Regions from separate parts of the Oncorhynchus mykiss genome. Here region 2 is linked to region 1. A link is a contact called in public Hi-C data. All regions are on one chromosome and are shown on one strand. The core of a region is the stretch at or near the end of the contact, and the rest is flanking DNA. Distances in the headings are between cores, read along the strand shown.

Region 1 (4,334 bases), core at 1,648-4,147:
AGAGAGGCCTGTCTCCCTGGATGGAGACAGACAGCTAGACAACTGCAGGTTTGGAGGGAGCGAGGCAGAGAGTGTGAGGGGAGGAAGAGGGAGACAGACAGGTGGCAATCACACTAGCCCCCCTCTTTCTTGTGCTGTTGATGCCCTTTGAATTTATGGTGTGATGACTGCCAGTCAAGTCAAGAGGAAGATCCAGTCAAACATGACTCTGTCAACATTTACAATGTCATGATACTACAGCCAGTGTATGTTTATTGGGGGGGGGGGGGGGGGTGTTGTACTCTACTTGACCCAAATAATGATGGATATAGGACTTTTTCATTTTTTAATTGAACCATTTAACCTTTATTAAACTAGGCAAGGCAACTAGACTTATATGGCTCTAGGAGTACATTCCTTTCAACAAATAAAGAATCTATAATACAGCTAAAACAAGTTGCAGCATTTGCATGAAGGTGTAAGTGTTGTGTTTTATTTTCATAGTCCACGTTCCTTACTGAGAACATCGATTTGTGTGATTCCAGGAACCCAAAGCAAACAGATTCACAAGTAGTACATTCCAATAAATAAATATGTGATTGTCTTTACAGTATGCAAAGATTTAGCATATTTTGACAAATTAGCATTAAAAGCAAGCCTTAGTCTTGTACTGAAGAGAGTGTGTGTGTGTGAAGCAAGGTTATGGTCCTCCCATAGAGATACAATATGATTTAGTTTTCGATTTCACACACACACACAGTAGTCAGTGTATTGTTGGAGGTGCTCCAAATAGGCCTCTGGCATGAACCTCTCTCATTAGCTGAGACTAGTTGAAAATGTATACCACTATGTAGACTGCATGGCATCGCCACACAGAGCGTTTGAAGATGGACTTTCAATAACACGGACAAATCAAATGTTATTTGTCACATGCGCCGAATACAACAGGTATAGATCTTAGTGAAATGCTTACTTACAAGCCCCTAACCAACATGATGAATAGCTATAGAAGCACCCTGGCTTTACCCTGACTCTAAGGCTTGAAAGGTGGGGACGTGGATATACATTCCCCTATGTATGTGTTTGGACAGTGAAGCTAAAACTTTTAGGCTCTATACACCAACCAGCATTTTGGATTTGAGATCAAATGTTTTACCCATTTTGAAAAGAAAGCACTTTGTGGTCCCACCATTTGAAGGTATCATACGTATTTGGACAAATTCACTTAGTGTATTGAATGTAGTCCAACGTTTAGTATTTGGTCCCCTATTCCTAGCACACAATGACTACATTAAGCTTGTGACTTCACAAACTTGTTGGATGCATTTGCAGTTTGTTTTAGTTGTGTTTCGGTAGAATTGAATGGTAAATCATGTATTGTCATTTTGGTGTCCATGAATAATGATGAGTGATACATTTAGAGGCTTAAATGTCAGCCCCCCCCCCCAAAACATTCTAACCTCCCTTTTATTGGTAATGGTAAAAGGTTAGCATGTTTTGGGGGCATGATCTTTATGCCTCTAAATGTATCACTCATCATTATTCACAATTCATTCAGGATGATCTGTAATCATGGTAGCATCCACATTAATGTAGGGTTAGGGTTAAATAACAATAGAATGACTCTAAAATGACACTACATTATTTACCATTCATTTCTACACAACCAAAACAGACTCTAAATGCATCCAACAAGTTTGAATAGTCACAAGCTTGATGTAATCACTGCGTGCTAGGAATATGGGACCAAATACTCAACTTTTGATTAGATTGAAAAGGCTACAAGTGAATTTGTCCAAATACTTATGACATCTTCAAATGGAGGGACTAGATAAATAGTGTTCATTTATAAAAGGTCAAATGGATATGTTAAATACTATCAAACAAAAGGTTACATTCTGTACAGTCAGTCACCTCATTAAAGTTTTAGCTTCACTGTACATATAAATACGTAGGGGCGTGTATATATTTTTTACATTTGAGTAATTTAGCATACACTCTTATCCAGAGCGACTTAGTTAGTTAATGCATTCATCTTAAGATAGCAAGGTGAGAGCTATTGCCTTTTTATTCCTGTCTAATCATGGTTGTATTCTGTTTTCTTCCAAATCCTTCCACCTCTTCACCACCTCTCCATCGCTCCACCTGTCCATCCATCTATCTTTCTACAAGGTCGGACCCCTTCCGGAGCTTCGTTGACTACTGCCTACTCAAAATTCCTCAGGACAGACTCTCGTCGGGGGAGCTGCTGCGAGTGAGTGCACTTCCTGGTATCTCTGACAGAGGCTGTGGCCTCACTTCCTGTGTCCAGTCTCTCAAAGACCATCTGGATGAATGCTTCCAAAATGGCACCCTATTCCCTAGTGAGAGAGTTGGACTCACAAATATCAACCACCCCCAGCTATGCTACATACGTTTGGAGTGTAGAGCCAATAGAATAAAAAATGCTTCACTGTCCCAATAATTACGGAGGGCACTGTAATGCACTACTTTTGACCAGAACCCAATGGGACCTGGTCAAAAGTAGCACACTCTGTAGGGAGTAGGGTGCCATTCAGATACAGCTGATGATTCACTGCCTCCCACAGCTGTAGAGAAAATAGGAATGAAAGATTCCACAGGGGTTAAGATTTGTTGTTCACATATGCACGCACACACACACACACACACACACACTGATCCCACAAGGGTTAGGGTTTTGTTGTTAAGCATTTTTGAACCCTTTTTTTTGTTTGTTTTTATCTTGCGCTGTAGTACACCTCGTGTTGGAGGTTCCATAAGACATCCATAAGACATCCATAGTGTGTGTGACCAAATCCCCTTGACACACAATGAAAGCTAAAGTCAGACTGACTGCCCCCACAGACCCATGTGTTATAGTACAAGATCGGTCAGTTGTGTGTCAAGGTATTCTGCTAGCTAGCCTTTGTTTGTACATCCTGATTGGCCAATCCACTGTGTGTGTGTGTCTGACCATGTAATGTAGAGTTGATCTTTTTGTTTGTTTGGCCGAGAAGTAATCCTATTGGCCTGCTAAGAGTTTTATGTTCTTGATTGGTTGTCACACTCTCTCACTAGCCTGTCGGTCTTACCTGGCTGCCCAAGGAGGGGTTAGTGGGCTAGAGGGGATGAGATGGTGGGGGCTTGTCTGGAGCTCTGGGTAGAAGTAACCCTTATCCCTTAGGTGCAGATCTAGGATAAGCTTTCCCTCTCCCAAATCCTAACCTTAATTATTAGTGGGGAAAAGGCTAAACTGACCATAGATCAGTGCCTAGTAGGCAGCTTGCTCCTAATCTGAGTCGGGGCAGGGGGCATCCAGATCACCGCCCCTCAAGCCCCTGATTAATACAAACACACACACACTCATTGCCCTCTGCCCCTCTTTGAGCTCTTTAGGAGAAATCAGGTCAGAATTGCATGGTTGGGTGCATGCATCGAAAAAATGGGTGAGGAAAATGTAATGGGTTGAAGGGAAAGGAAGACAAGAATCCGAACCATCGGTCCGACTCCGTTCATGGTCCCCAGGATAGTTTTTTTTTTCGGGAAGGGATTACTCTGAAGATTAGTCCTCTCTCTCTCTCTTTTTCTATTGCTCTCTCTCTCCCAGCCCCCTGGTACATGGCAGCTCTGGTTTTCTAACTCACACTTTCGCTCCCTCTGTCCGTTTGTTTGAAAACGGGAAAATGTTTCCTCTCTATTTCCAGACGATGATGTCATCCTTCTGAATCAGAGAGTCCATTACATTACTCCAGCCAGCATCTGTCAGATAGAAGGGAAGGTGTGTAGGGCGAGACATACATGGCCGTTTCAGCCCCCAAATGGTTGCATACATTGCATTTCCACTAAGCAGGCATTTAGCAAGAAAAGATGTGTGTGTGAGCGTGTGTGCGTGCGCTACCGGTCAGTCCCATATGAACACTATTGGATGGAGTATTTTCTTTTTACACATTTTTTTCTTTTCTTTTTCTGGTAAGCCAGCAGAAGAAACTCTATCTAGGTTGAATAACCCACAGGCGCCCTCTAGTGACCAATGGGAAAAGAGCGAGAGAGAAATAATTATCTGAAATAATAATCACATGGAGTATTGATATATTATTGATATAGAAAACATGTTTATAATACCATGGATTTATAGGGCTGTGTTATATCAGATTAAACATTTAAGAGGTCTTACCCCATTTTGTGGACCTGTTTCTACACTTACCCTGACTGCCCTGTCAACACCCATAGACTATTTCTTTGGTACATATCTTACATATGTACATACTTTACAATCAGACAGTCAAACAGACAGACACTGTGTATAACTTCCGCCCTCTTTTGCTCCTGTCCACCTGCAACATGACTTTGTGTAT
Region 2 (4,389 bases), core at 929-3,428, 75 kb before region 1:
AAAGTCCATTTACTCTGGGCAGTGATGCACAAACATATACACACACACACACACACACACACACACACTAAAGTAGTCCAGAGGTTGTAGCACAAAAGGTGTTCACCAGTTGTAGTCCTTGGATGTGGAAGTCCAGATGTGAAGGGTGCAGCTTAGAGACACAGGCGCATCCAATCTCCCTGTGCAGCTGGAGTAGGCTGAGGTTAGAGCAGCCTAAACTGGTCCAAACCAGATAACTCCTTAATGGTGATTGGTTGCATCAGTCTGGTGATCAGTGATATTTTCCCGGCTAAATGGCAAGCAATCAGAGGTCAGTTGACCAAGGTCAGGGGAGGTGAGAGATCTTCAGCCAGACACATCGGCACTGGAATGAGGAGAGGTGTCAATGAGGAGAGGTCTCGGCATGCATCTGGACCCTGACACCTCTTTTGATGAACATATCAGAAATATTTCAAAAGCAGCCTTTTTCCATCTTTGTAACATTGCAAAAATCTGATATTATTATTTTTTGTCCAACAATGATGCAGAAAAGCTAATCCGTACTTTTGTCACTTCAAGATTAGACTACTGCAATGCTCTACTCCCCAGATACCCGGACAAGGCACTACACAAGCTTTAGCTAGTGCAAAATAGAATCTTGACTAGGACCCAAAAATGTGATCATATTACTCCAGTGCTAGCCTGGCTTCCTGTTAAGGCTAGGGCTGATTTCAAGGTTTTACTGCTAACCAACAAAGCATTACCTGGACTTGCTCCTAAATATCTAATTTGTTCCTGCTGTACATACCTACACATACGGTATGGTCACAAGACGCAGGCCTCCTTATTGTTCCTAGAATTTCTAAGCAAACAGCTGGAGGCAGGGCTTTCTCATATAGAGCTCAATTTTTATGGAATGGTTTGCCGATCCATGTGCGAGACGCAGACTCAGTCAGTCAATAAAGCCTTTAAGTCTTTATTGAAGACTCATCACTTCAGTACGTCCTATGATTGAGTGTAGTCTGGCACAGGGGTGCGAAGCAGCACGGGCCTGACACTAGAGTGACAAACCACCCTTGCTGTCTCTGGCAGGCTTGCGCTTCGTGCGGTGGTGGAGACCTTCGTGGGCTATACACGGCCTTGGCTCAGGGTAGTAAGTTAATGGTTTGTTTTATATCGCTTTGATGTTGTGAGGGCTGTGCTTTGGCAAAGTGGGTGTGGTTATATCCTGCCTGGTTGGCCCTGTCCGGGGGTAAATTTGGACAGGGCCACAGTGTTGTCGCTTCCTCTTCACACCAAGACCTGAGCCCTAGGACCATGCCTCAGGAATACCTGGCCTGACGACTCCTGGATGTCCCTGTCTCCAGTCAACCTGGTCGTGCTGCTGATCCCGTTTCTGCTGTTCTGCCTGCGACTATGGAACCCTGACCTGTTCACGTGATTTGCTACCTGGAAGTGCTGCTGATCCAGTTTCTGCTGTTCTACCTGCAGCTATGGAACCCTGACTTGTTCACCGGACGTGCTGCTGATCCAGTTTCTGCTGTTCTGCCTGCAGCTATGGAACCCTGACCTGTTCACCGGTTGTGCTATCTCGCCCGGGACCTGCTGTTTCGTCTCTCTCGCTCTCTCTCGCTAACCAAAGCATAGGTATTAGCTTGGCAGCCAATGCAAGTCTAAAGGTCCGTCAAGGAGCTTATGCAAACTTGGTTCCGAACCACCCCCAGACCATAATACACATGCACTATGCGATGCATCTCTGCCTGGTGCGCATACATTTTCATTTAAAAAACCCTGTCAAAACGCATCACTGCTGCCCTGGCCCCCTGGACTGCAAGGGAGCCATGAGGCATATTCATTTAATTTGTTGCCTGTTTTTGGATCTATCATTCTCAGGTATAACACCAGATGGCAGTGTCGCCTCAGATTTTATGAACACTGCCACGTGACACATTCGGTCAGAATTGACATATTTCTGTGACCAACATTCACGATTTCAGTGTTCAATTAACATGTTCGTTTGATGTGGGCATGAATAATGGACTGAGACCTCATACAGTCTACCCAAGTATTCATGATCGTTTTTAACATTATATATTTATTTAAAGCAAAGGAAGGATGTCTGTGATGATCGCCTATAGCAGATAACCGATTAAATTGTTGTCCTCTTCTGTGACTCTGAACTCGATTGTTTTGCCTTGTAATAAATTGCACATAATATTATGTCAAATTGTGTCGAGTTAAATGTCAAATTTGACAAGAAGCGATCTGATCAGTGCACTTTATTGATCAATAATCAATGGACATTATCTACACAATTGTGGCACATATAGGGGAAGAAAGGTTGAATGCTTGTTTTTGTGCCAAACCATAACATTTCTGGAGGTGCATCGAACTGCTTCTTGACACAATCTACGAATTTATTTTTCAGCCTGTCAAACTAGCTGTCAGTGACGAGGGGCTGTACTCGTGTGTTAGCAGAGGACTCTCGAGCCCTCATTCAGGAAGTCCTGACAACTCTTCAGAAAGTCAAGTCATCTCCTCCGGAGTTGGACTAAATGTTATTGGAGACGTGGGATTCATCACTGGTCAGTTTTTACATTGGTTTATTCATGATGTGCATATCTTATTGATTTAAACGTTTTACTGTTGTAATTTGCTGACCTCATGCAGTACGAGAGACACTTAAGTTCCTACAACGCTGCCATCGTGCCTTAGTTTCCACAAGCTGAAGTCGAAGTATGTTACTGTGAATTGAGTATTTCCTAGTCATGCTACCAGGCTAATGTAGATTAGTCTTCATCATGACTCATAGCTTGCCAGATAACATGATTTACTGCCAAAGTTAAGATTTGAACGCATCTGTTGTATTAACGTCAGTCTGTGACCAGATAGGCAGCCAGTGGAGTGCGTATGGTAGTTAAACTGTGCAAGCCAGTTAATAACTGTTCTGTTGGTTGGTTACACCTGCTCGCAAAACAATTCTCACTATCGGTTTCATTGAACATTGTTTGTACATACAAGGCTATTTAATCGATGAAAGTATTGCTTGGCAAATGAGGAACAGAGGACGCGTTTTCATAAAAGCACCTGAGCTCATGGGTAAGTGTGTTGCCAACAAATGACAAGCCAGTGTGGTACGCAAACTGAATCGCTCGATAAATAGTACACCATGTTTTCAAACCTGTATTCAGTTGCTCAAAAGCATTTAAACTTTATTTTGCTGTCAATTTTGAAAATGGTCATTTTGATCCAAGAGACGTTTTACTTGATCATTGGCGAGTTGTCACTAGACAGATGGGTCTACAGTGTAGCCAGACTGTCTGGCTGTGACAGACTGTTTTCCAGCAGACACATTGTTGCGAGTGAACGCTCTACAACCATCTACTTGATCATTTTCTGGACATTCTACGATTGATTGATTGCCATACATCGACGACGATGGCATAGCGCAATGCACATGTTAGACAATGTCAATGGAATGAGCCGATATAGGCAATACAGTAACTGACAGACAGAAAAAAAAGTACAGTACGCGAGTCTAGTGCGCCTATTCTATTTGTGCTCGAAGCAAATGTTGGACTTGTGTACACTGGGTAGGCTAGTTTAATGACATTGACGGCTACATTCAAAACATTATTCTGTTTTAATTTCCCGTCTTTTGTCATTCGTGCAATGATTTCAAGCAGAGCTTAGCCACTAATACAGAGCTTTTGTTTCCCGTAATCTGCATAAAAGTAAATGTAGGTTAACATGACCCGCTTGAAATGAATGATATTAAATGGCTAAAATAGCAGCCAGTGGAACAGCCTACAAAAAGCAACCTGACTTCATGATGTCATCTCTTTATGTATACAGCTTGAGTAGCAAACTAACAGATATGTTTTTAATGAACATGCAATAGCTTGCAATTTCCCAAGATATTGCCTTAGCCATGTGAGGTCATGAACTGCCATATTTAGCATATTGGTCTTCAGAGCTTGTCTTGTTTATTCTGGTTGCCAGGTGTATGTTGAAACCATATTCGTCTTTTAGAGGGGTTTGTCTATTTTATTTATAAATAAAAAAAACAACTTGAGTTAAGGAAACAAATTAATTCATAAATAAACATTATTTAATTACATAAATTGCATAAGCCTATGCTTTCCCATACAATAACCTCAAGTAGGCCATCTAGGTCATCAGTAAGTCTCTGGTTCTGAGAGAGAAGTAGCTATGAACCAAAAGTTACAGTGCCAGGCCTACTTTTCGTTCCATAAGGATGCCTGCATCGCCTGGCTATCTAGCTGATAATACTGGTATCTAGGCCAGTTAAATGTTTATTGTATCAGGATGAATGTTTAATTGAAGACAATAGCCTGAAATAGGTGTGTGTGGCCAAAGTTCAACTTGAACTTGCCCTTTCAAATAAAA

The links. A called contact is a pair of places that touch in the nucleus more often than the background predicts.
Region 2: a Hi-C map of liver shows a contact between it and region 1, with 10 times the contacts expected there. The contact joins the promoter of taok3a here to the enhancer-like site in region 1. A contact is called at or near these places in 3 of 3 Hi-C or Micro-C datasets (blood and liver).

What each region holds. Positions count from the first base shown.
Region 1 is chr6:44,779,339-44,783,672 of USDA_OmykA_1.1, reverse strand. taok3a (serine/threonine-protein kinase TAO3) reads left to right here. Exons shown (of 21, transcript XM_036980179.1): 11 at 2,152-2,233. Among protein-coding and RNA genes, the nearest start is that of LOC110526021, 25 kb to the right of the region's middle. Within about 2 kb of position 2,897, at least 3 of the 11 cell types and tissues checked have an H3K27ac peak or open chromatin away from gene starts, as enhancers often do. A contact at or near this core is called in liver, where this site is marked.
Region 2 is chr6:44,853,383-44,857,771 of USDA_OmykA_1.1, reverse strand. It overlaps taok3a (serine/threonine-protein kinase TAO3), which reads left to right and starts at 2,178. Exons shown (of 21, transcript XM_036980179.1): 1 at 2,178-2,319; 2 at 2,408-2,564.